Linked DNA regions of Arachis hypogaea: region 2 is linked to region 1. The links are chromatin contacts, called in public Hi-C maps. All regions are on one chromosome and are shown on one strand. The core of a region is the stretch at or near the end of the contact, and the rest is flanking DNA. Distances in the headings are between cores, read along the strand shown.

Region 1 (4,969 bases), core at 2,096-4,595:
CCTTGTGGTACTCGCAGTAGAGGTTCTTGTTTCCTCCCGTCCTGTCCTTCAGAGGTCGGGGCTTTGACAATATCCCCTTTTCCGCTATCTGTTGGTAAACTTCGGTGATTGGTGCCGTGAGGGGGGTATAATTGGTGAACTTCCCAACTCGGGGGAACGGTTTGGGTGTTTTACTCGGGCCGCCGTCCCTGGCGTGTTCCTTTGGTCTTTCTCTGCCTTCATAGTGCCGTGCTTGGTTGTAGGTGGGCTGCCGTTTATTGGCAGCCACGACCCGGCTGACTTCTTCGTCGTTGATGTACTCTTTGGCCACGCATTGGATCTCTTGCATTGTCCAAACGGGCTTTGTGGTAAGGTGTTTCCTGAAGTCCTCATTCGAGAGCCCGTTCGTCAAGCACAGGCTTGCCACCGAGTCCGTTAGACCGTCAATCTCCAGGCACTCGTCATTGAAACGGTCCAGGTATTTCCTGGTCGGCTCTCCGGGTTTCTGTGTCACCCCTAGCAAATTGATCGGGTGTTTGGCTTTGACAATCCTGGTCGTGAATTGAGCCAAGAAGGCGTGGTTGATGTCGGAGAATTGAGTCACCGAGCCCTGCGGGAGGTTGTTGAACCACCGTATCGCTGGGCCCGCCAAGGTGACCGGGAAGGCGCGACATCTGACCTCGTCTCCTACCCCTTCCAGGTTCATTCTGGCCTCAAAGGTCGTCAAGTGTTCCAGGGGATCTTGTGTTCCATCATACTTCATGTCCGTTGGCTTGTCGAAGTGTTTCGGTAGCCGGACCTCGAGTACGGAACGGTGAAAAGGGGTCGCTCCTATTATCACTGGTCCCCGGGTAGTTCTCCCCGGTTCGTCATTCTCCCAACGGGCGTCCTCTTCGCCTCTGTTCGACGCCCGCCGTCTCTCGTGTCGGGCGTAAATGATGGGGTCCCGACTTCTTCTTCTGGCTCGTCCCCGTCCCTCGGTGCTCTCCGACTCGTATTGGGGGCTGGGTGAGCGCCTCGAGCGGCTCCTTGAACGGGAGCGGGTGGGGCTCCGCTCCGGGGTGCGTTGGTCACGTTCTCTCTCGGCTAGCCGGCGCTCTAAGTCTTGCATCCTATGGCGCAACTCTTGCATTATCCTAGCGTGGTTGTCGCCAGTTCCTCCGAAGGGGCGTCTTTCGTGAGTCTGCGTCGTGTCCCTCGGAGGCGACCTCTGCTGTTGTCGGGTTTCTGTCGAAACGGCGCCTCCCCCAAGCACGGGAGGCGCGGCCTCGCTGCCGGTCCCAGTCTGGACTAGTACGAAGTCCATGGACGAGTCCCCACAGACGGCGCCAATGTTCGGTAGGTCGGTTACCGGACGATTCAGGTCAGGATCAGGGGTGAAGGAAGGGGCTCGTCTGATCACGGTCTTCCAGTCCGGGAGCGCGAGGTCCCGAGCACTTTGTGTGAGGGGGGTGTCACCTGCAAAGACACTCCGACGCTCTTGTCAGAATACGTGCAGGCGGAGTAAGTGTAGTGCAGAGATGTGACGTACCTCGGGAGAAGAGCCAGTCTTCCCCTTATATACATGTCAGTATTGGGCCCCTCTGGAGGGCAGGCCCATATTCCCAAGGACGCGGTCCCATAGCTGTGAGAGAGCCGTACGGGACGCGTGTCCGGGTCGGTTGAGAGGCGTGTAGTCGGGCCGGGTGGAGCTCGGGTCGGGTTGACCTGCGGGAGTCCAGGGCCGTAACATAAAGTATACCAATGTACCTGTAATTCTGTAAAGTAAATTGGTACAGTTGAAATTCTTCCTTCAAGATTTCTTTCGATCTAATCTATCTGAAGTTGGTTATCTTATTGGAAAACTTTCACATGTACCAATTATTTTTTTGGTACAGCAATATAGCAAGTACGGTCTGATTAGCAGTCAACTTTTTGTCATATAGTGATGGATAGAAAACCTAAAATGTCCTTAGTTGTACAGTAAAATTATGGAAATGACAGACTGGCTTTGTGCTTCATGGTTGTAGCTAGTAAGAAGCTAACGTGAGAAAGTTTGGCTCCAACGGCTGAAAGCTGGTGGGCTCTTTGTCTACCAACTCAAGAGACATTATAAATGGGCTTGGATTACTAAATAATAATGAAACTGTTGTAAATTTTGTATTTTATTAATGAAAATAGTATATTTGACATAGTTAGAAAAAATGGTGATGGACCGGTTTAAAGAACTCGGATCCGGTAGTAATATTTTTTTTTGTTTTGTTAAAATTTTAAGCCGTGCCATTTTCAGGTAAAACAACCCCGCTCATATAAATTTTTTGTTTTGGTCAATTTTTAGCCCTATATAATTTTTTTAATAGAACTTTTTTGTGACTCTATATATTTTTTATTATATTTTTAAATTAGTATATATTTTATTTATTATCATTAATTTAAAAATGGTGATGGACCGGTTTAAAGAACTCGGACCCGGTAGTAATATTTTTTTTGTTTTGTTAAAAATTTTAAGCCGTGTCATTTTCAGGTAAACAACCCCCCAACCAGCTCATATAAATTTTTTGTTTTGGTCAATTTATGTTTACAATTATACTTATTATGTCATTGTTAGTTATTTAAAATTTGATGTTAAAACTTGTTATATATATTTTATTTTTGTACTTTACAAAACCGCAAATTCAATCACATTCAAATCGCTTGAAATTAGATCGAATCGGATACTTTTTTTTTTAAAAGCTCATCCAATCCAATCCACACCGCAAATAAAATCAGTATTTAAATCGGATAAATTTTTTACTTAAAACCAATCTAAAATCGATTCAAACTACACTGCAAACACCCTATATTATGTTAGTACATGAATAAGGGTTAGTTCTATTTATTGTCTGTGGATTGAATTTTTCAGACCAAACTATGAACCTAATAATAAATAAAAAACGATGCAAAATTTAACAATTATGACTTTACGGTTTTTAACCCAATAGTATAATACTGGCCAAAAATTATACAAAAATAATACACCCAACAACAATCTATTACTCTCAAACTAATGTAAGCAACAACTATGCGCCAAAAAGGTCCATTGGCCACACAAAAAGGAAACTACCCAAATCAAAACATAAAGTAAGTCGTCTAAGGAAGTAGCCACTAAACAGAAATTACATAAAAAAAAATGTCATTCATTCATATTTTAAAACTAATATTTTAACGGTGCAGATTTATTATATACCAGTGTATCAGTAAAGTATACTGGCACAGGTGAAATTCTTCCTATCTTATTTGGGCTAAATAGTCTAGTTGAGGTCTGATTAAAAAATAAAAATAAAAATAGAACGGTCCGTAAAGTTATTAAGACAGGGATGATATAATGTTCAGATTTCAGAACTTAATATGTAAATCAAAATAAAAGATGAGGTGCTAGGTTAGGTTTATGTAAAATTGAAGAAAGAGCGTTGAAATGGGTTTGAGGAAGGAAGAGGAATGAAAATGAGAATGGCATCGGAGAGAGATAGGGAACATCCATAATGCTACAGCCACTAAAACATGTAACCAAATGCAGATCCCTCTTCTCTTCTTTTCTCATTCACATCAACAACCCTTCTTCCTTTTCTTCTTCTTCTCATAACTGCCACACCGTCTTAAGATCCTCCATCAAGGACTGGTTCAACACCCGCGACCCACTCATCACCCGAATCTTTCAGATTCTTTCTTCGACGGACTCTTCCTCCGACGCCGCCCTCGACGCCTCTCTCGCCGCCCTAACACTCCCCCGTCTCGACGAGTCCTTCGTCCTCACCGTACTCCACCATGGCACCGCCGCTGCCCACGTCTACCCCTGCCTCCGCTTCTTCGATTGGGCCGGTCGCCAGTCCGGCTTCCACCACACTCGCGGCACCTTCTCCGCCATCTTCCGAATCCTTGCACGCAACAGATCAATGTCAACCATCATCGAGTTCCTCCAATCCTTCCGCCGCCGTGGTCCAGCCTTCTATCCCCGTGCACGGTTCAACGATACTCTCGTCATTGGATATGCTATTGCGGGTAAGCCTGAGATTGCACTCCAACTATTTGGTAAAATGCGGTTTAATGGCTTGGACTTGGATACCTTTGGTTACCATGTGCTTTTGAATGCCCTTGTTGAAGAGAGTTATTTCGATGCTGTTAATGACATTATTAGGCAGATTAGGATGAGAGGTTTTGAGAATCGGTATACCAATGTGCTTATTACGAAGAGTTTGTGCAAGCAGGGGAAGTTGGATGAAGCTGAAGTGTTCTTGTTTGGCTTGGTGGATGGTGGCAAGAAGCTTCATGGCTCCGAGGTGAGTATTCTTGTCCGTGCTTTATGTCGGAGCAATAGGTTTGATCATGCTGTTAGATTGGTTAGCGAGTTTGGGGATTCGGGACTGGTGCCGTTGGATCATGCTTATGGGGTTTGGATAAGGGGCCTTGTGCACGGTGGCCGGTTGGATGAGGCCTTGGACTTTTTCAAACAGAAGAAGGAAAATAAAGGATACATTCCTGGTTTGGCGAGGTACAACGTGTTGATTTACAGGCTCTTGAGGGAGGACAGGCTCGACGAGGTGTATGATTTGTTCATGGACATGTATGAGACTGCTGTTCCACCTAACACAGTTACCATGAATGCCATGCTGTGCTTCTTTTGCAAGAAGGGAATGGTGGATGATGCTCTTGATTTGTTCAAGTCGAGGTCAGAATTTATGCTGTCCCCAAATCATATGGCTTACAAGTACTTGATACTTACTTTGTGTTGGGACGGAAACGCCAAGGAAGCATTTAGTGTGTTGAAGAGCTCAATTGATCACCATTTTATTCCCGATAGACGGACCTTTACTAGGCTTGCCAATGTTCTGTGTAGAGAGTGCATGATTGATGAGATGAAAGAGTTGCTCCATCTTGCCTTGAAATGGAAAATTATGCCTAATGCTTCCACGTATGATAACTTTATAACGGCACTGTGTCGGGCGGGAAGAGTGGAAGATAGTTATTTGAATAG
Region 2 (5,245 bases), core at 1,992-4,491, 130 kb after region 1:
AAATTTCCTTTCTTTCTCTTGCTTCCTCCATGAGAATAGTGAACACTTCATCCACAATTATAAAAAGATATGGGGATATAGGATCGCCCTGTCTCAGCCCTCTTTCAGGTATAATTTTACTAGTGAGCCTCCCATTCATTCTAACCTTATACGTAGCACTTCTAACACACTTCATTATTAAGAAAACCCACCTCTGGTCAAAACCAAAAGCTGTCAATGTAGACTCCAAAAAAATTTACTCTAATCTATCATAAGCCTTATTCATATCTATCTTAATAGCTAGACTTTCCAATCTATTCCTACTTTTTTTTATTAATACTATGAAAAATCTCTTGAACTATGATAATATTATCCTGAATCAACCTACACCCACTCTGGATTGGCAAAATAACCTTATCCATGAACCTTATAATTTTGTATATATATAATTACAGTAACTAATAGGCCTAAATTGATTAAGATTTTTTGGTTGTTTCACTTTTGGAACAAGAACAACAATAATTTCACTTACCTCTTCTGGCATAATACCTTCATAAAAAAAGCTTATAATCACAGCACAAACTTTATTTTTTATTGTGTTCCAGTGACTCTGATAAAAAAGTCCATTTAATCCATTTGGTCCAGGGGCTTTGAGGCTGCCCAAGCTAAAAACAGCTTCCTCAATCTCCTTTTCTGAAATTTCCTCCATGAGTTGTTCGTTCATTTCTTGAGTAACTCTTTTTGGAATCCTATTTATACAATCTCTGAAATCATATTTGGCTGAGGATGTAAACAACTTTGTAAAGTGCTCCTCCACTATCTTCAAGATTCTATCATCTCGTGAAACCCATTGGCCCTCCTTATCTTTTAATCTTTTCACTTTATTTTTATTTCTCCTTTGAATCGTTATCGCATAAAAGAATATGGAATTTTTGTCTCCTCACTTTAGCCACTTTAGCTTGGATCTCATTCCCCAGTATTTCTCTTCTTGCCTTTATAACTGGCTTATCCTTTCCTTGATTTGACACCTCCGTGCTTGCTGTTCTTCATTTAATTCTGCCTCTTGAAGCTTCTGTAGCTCAACCTTCAACTTTTTAATCTCTATATCAGCTCTAGCAAAAGTGTTCCTACTCCAATTCCTTAAATTTTTCTTGCAGTTTCTCATCTTCTTCAGCAACCTATCCTATTCGTTATTATTATGCTCTTCTTTTTTTCAACTCATCTTAATAATCTCCTCACAGTTTTTATGGTTGTTCCAAAATGCTTCAAATTTGAACGACCTATCCACCTTATACTTAGGCTGTAACCTCAAAACAATGAGCGTATGGTCTGAACTCACTGCTGGCATAGCTATCAAACTTGCATTTGGAAACTTGTGCCTCCATTTCCAGTTAACAAAGCCCTATCTATTCTTTTCTTAATTATTAACCTATTTCGAGGATTACTAAACCAAGTGAATTTTCCTCCTTTTAGATTCATGTTCATGAGAGCATTAAAATCCATAAAATTTTTTGAAATCCACAATCTGTTTTCTCGGCTGCTCATGCATGCCTTCCTTCTCCTCTAGAGCTAAAACAACATTGAAATCTCCCATGAAGAGTTTAGGTTCATTCTTGTTAAGATTGCTTGTTGTGAGCTCCCCCCATTCCTCCCTCCTCTTGCCTGGTTTTGGGTTACCGTACATGAAAATGATTTTTCAATCATTTCCTTTTCTATCTTTAATGTAAGCTTTAATATAATAATTAGAGTAAGAGTAAACATCAATATTAATATTTTCATTTCATAGCAAACATAGATCTCCAAACATACTCCAGAGTTCTACATAAAAATATTTATCAAAATGAAGCCTTCTCTTAATTTTACTTATACTACTATCCTTACCTCTTGTCTCCATGAGAAATACAATAGCGAATTTTATCTATTTACACAAATATAAAAGTTTTGAAACTGTCATGGGGCTGCCACCCCTCACCAGTTCCAACTAATGATGCTCATAGCTGAGGGTGAGGCTTGATAAGGCCCGCCTCCTCGACCATGAATTTGTTTTCTACTTTACCTTCCATAACCCAGTTCCTATCCACTCCTCCAACGTTCTCCTCCTTCTCTCCACCCTTGCCTTCTATTGGTTCATTTTGTAGGTTTAATTTTGGACATGGGTTCATTTTCTAGTTTTTTCTTTTGTCAGGGATTTCGTAGTTTAGTTAGAGCTATCTAAATAGCAAATCTGAAACATGGAAAACATATGCAAACTCATGAGAAAAAAAAAAAAAACACATGCGGACCTTTTTATTTTACATATTTTGTTTCTCCTTTTTTTGGTCTTTTATTTTGGGCCTTACCCTCGTACATTTCTCAAACAATGATGTTCTAAATTCAGACTAAAAATCTTTCGCAAATGGGCTTTAGAAACTCTTCTCAACCATGAGCTGACATTACATTTAGACTAGAGGTGGCAGCTGAGGCTTGGCACAGATGGAGGATTTCTACGCCTCTCATCAAGCTGCATCCGGGTTCAAATCCCAGCTGAGGCTGGATGTTGCAAGAACCCATAGTACCCATGTAGTGTGTGTGAGTGTGTTGTGTGGGTGTGTGAAACATGGGGTTAATGCCTAGGATTGGGGGCTGTCCAATCCACTTGACCAAAAAAAAAAAAAAAAGACTAGAGGTGCACATGATCGGCCTGTCCCCGAATATTTTTAGGAGTTAATTTGGTGTGATTTCATCGAATTTAGAGTTGAATAAGGGTCTCAAAAATAGATCCGATCATTATTTTGGGTGAAGTCCAGGTCAAGTTGAACCCGGCTTCACCTGGCCCATGTGCACCATAAGGAAACTAAAAAAGATATTTATGTTTTAAATTAATTTTAATATTACGTTATATTAATTATAAGCTTATTGTTTTATTTTTAATCACATTTGTTGAATTAGAAAATAGATCAAAAAAGCATCAAATTAAAATTTATAGACAAATTCAAGTTCAAATATGAATATCAACTTTTCGTTGACAAGTTTCTTCTTTACAAATAAGTGAAGTTTATTTATAAATTATTGTTAAAGCTTTAAAGACCCGGTTTAGACCCGATATAGTTGTAACCCGAAATGTTTAGATTTCATCGAATTTAGAACTGGGTTAGAGTATAAAAAATAAATCCGGTATATATTTAGAACCGGGTCTAGTTTATGACAAATTCGATTTCACCCGGCCTGAACATCCCTACAATTAGACCCAATTAATTTGGGCCTAACGAGTCCAAAGTTTAAAAAGAATGAAAAGAGAAAAAAAAAAAAAACACCGCAAGAATTATAATTCAGACAGAAAACCGAAAAGAGAAAATAGAGTAAGAAATGAAATAGTAAAGCACGCCTTTATGCTCTCTGTTGTTTTTGCTTTTTATCTCTGAAAATTTTTCCAAGTGAAGACGTCAACAAGAAAAAAAAAATCCCTACAGAGAACCCTAAAAATTGGATTGAGGAATTTTAGTTCTTCGGAAGGATTAGGGTTTTTTTTCCTCAGGTGGGAACAATGTCGATTGCAGCCCCAGGGCAACTGAACGTGAACGAATCCCCTTCTTGGGGATCCAGAAGTGTCGATTGCTTCGAGAAGTTAGAGCAAATTGGCGAGGGCACATACGGGTTTGTTTCACTTTCATTCCTTTTAACCTTTCAGCTATCAGAATCTTTTTTCTTTGTTTTTTTTTCAAAAAAAGAATAAAAATTCCCTTTTTTTGGAGTGTGTATGAAATTTGTGGATTCAGTGGTAATTACTTGCACCACTTTACCAAGAACTCGAGTTTTGGGTCGCTGATGCTTCGCTGGAGAATCGTGGCACTTTTCTCTATCGAGAGGGCGATGATATTTTTCACGAGATTGAGCTGCCGGAGCCATAATTCTTCAAGTGCTTGTAGTGTTTGTGTGCTAGTATGCTGATTATTCATGTGTGTTACCATTATTGGAATGTTAATGTGTAGTACTAAAGCTTAGTTGTAATTTTTCACTAATTGTTGTTAGGCATTTTGTATAAGCATAATTGTAATTGGTTTGATTGATGTTTGTAAGTTTTAAAGTTTTTAAATCATGATTTGTATGAAAGGCTCTTTTTCTTTTCCCTTTCCGAAATTCGTTATCGATATAGTTGAAATGTGTAAAATTTCTACTTTCAGATGAAGATTATTTACTCTGTTAACTTACCATAAAATCCATTGCTAATATTATCATAAGGTAATTGATCTTTGCTTCCATATATTATACTTGCAGTCAAGTTTACATGGCTAAAGAGATCAAAACTGGTGAAATTGTTGCTCTGAAGAAAATTCGAATGGACAATGAGAGAGAAGGGGTATTTCTATATATAATTTGTTGTTTATTATGTTATAGGTGCATAACATTCTATATTGGTACTTCCTTTCACTTGTGACTTACTAGCTTTGTATCTTCTCTAACAAACTTATACATGCAATTCTGTAATATATATTTATATCTGACTTGTATTGTAAATTTTGCCATGGCAGTTTCCTATAACTGCTATACGAGAAATCAAAATTCTTAAGAAACTACACCATGAAAATGTGATCAAGCTAAAAGAAATTGTCACTTCTCCAGGTGCTGTTTTAAAGAACTATTCACTTGAGTAAAGATTGTTTTGTTTAGATCTAACATTGTCTGTTTCTTCTTTCAGGCCCTGAGAAAGATGAACAAGGGAGGCCAGGCAAGTTATTCACTCTCATGTCGTGTTATTAGCCAATTTCTTTATTTACAACCATAAAGTTGCGCATAAGTTTTGTTTGTAAGAATATATTTATCAACTTCTTTTGGATATCCTTAGTTTATCTATGTACTAAATTAATTCATCTGCTATTCATATTTGTTTTGGCCTTTTGGGGGCTACAGACGGTAACAAATATAAAGGGGGCATCTATATGGTCTTCGAATACATGGACCATGATTTGACTGGTCTTGCTGACCGTCCTGGGATGAGATTCACAGTTCCCCAAATTAAGGTATTGCGTTAATACGAGTGTTACTTTATACTGTTAAAATTGTTTATTTCATGTTTCCTGAGTTACTTTTTCCTTCTGAAGTGTTACATGAGACAGCTGTTGACGGGGCTTCATTATTGTCATGTAAATCAAGTACTTCATCGAGATATTAAAGGTGTGTGTGTGGCCAAAGTTTCGTCTTTAGATCTAGTTGAATATGTCAAATCCCATTTGATGTATTATGTTCTGTTGCAGGCTCAAATCTCCTTATAGACAATGAAGGAAATCTG

The links. A called contact is a pair of places that touch in the nucleus more often than the background predicts.
Region 2: a contact with region 1 is called in a Hi-C map of leaf, with 2.3 times the contacts expected there. The contact joins the promoter of LOC112764511 here to the promoter of LOC112764463 in region 1. A contact is called at or near these places in 2 of 8 Hi-C or Micro-C datasets (both in leaf).

What each region holds. Positions count from the first base shown.
Region 1 is chr17:5,420,143-5,425,111 of arahy.Tifrunner.gnm2.J5K5, forward strand. LOC112764463 (pentatricopeptide repeat-containing protein At1g71210, mitochondrial) reads left to right here and starts at 3,346. Exons shown (of 2, transcript XM_025810089.3): 1 at 3,346-3,996; 2 at 4,203-4,969. The coding sequence starts at 3,763.
Region 2 is chr17:5,549,991-5,555,235 of arahy.Tifrunner.gnm2.J5K5, forward strand. It overlaps LOC112764511 (cyclin-dependent kinase C-2), which reads left to right and starts at 3,242. Exons shown (of 12, transcript XM_025810158.3): 1 at 3,242-3,612; 2 at 4,234-4,315; 3 at 4,488-4,578; 4 at 4,655-4,684; 5 at 4,867-4,976; 6 at 5,058-5,130; 7 at 5,211-5,245. The coding sequence starts at 3,503.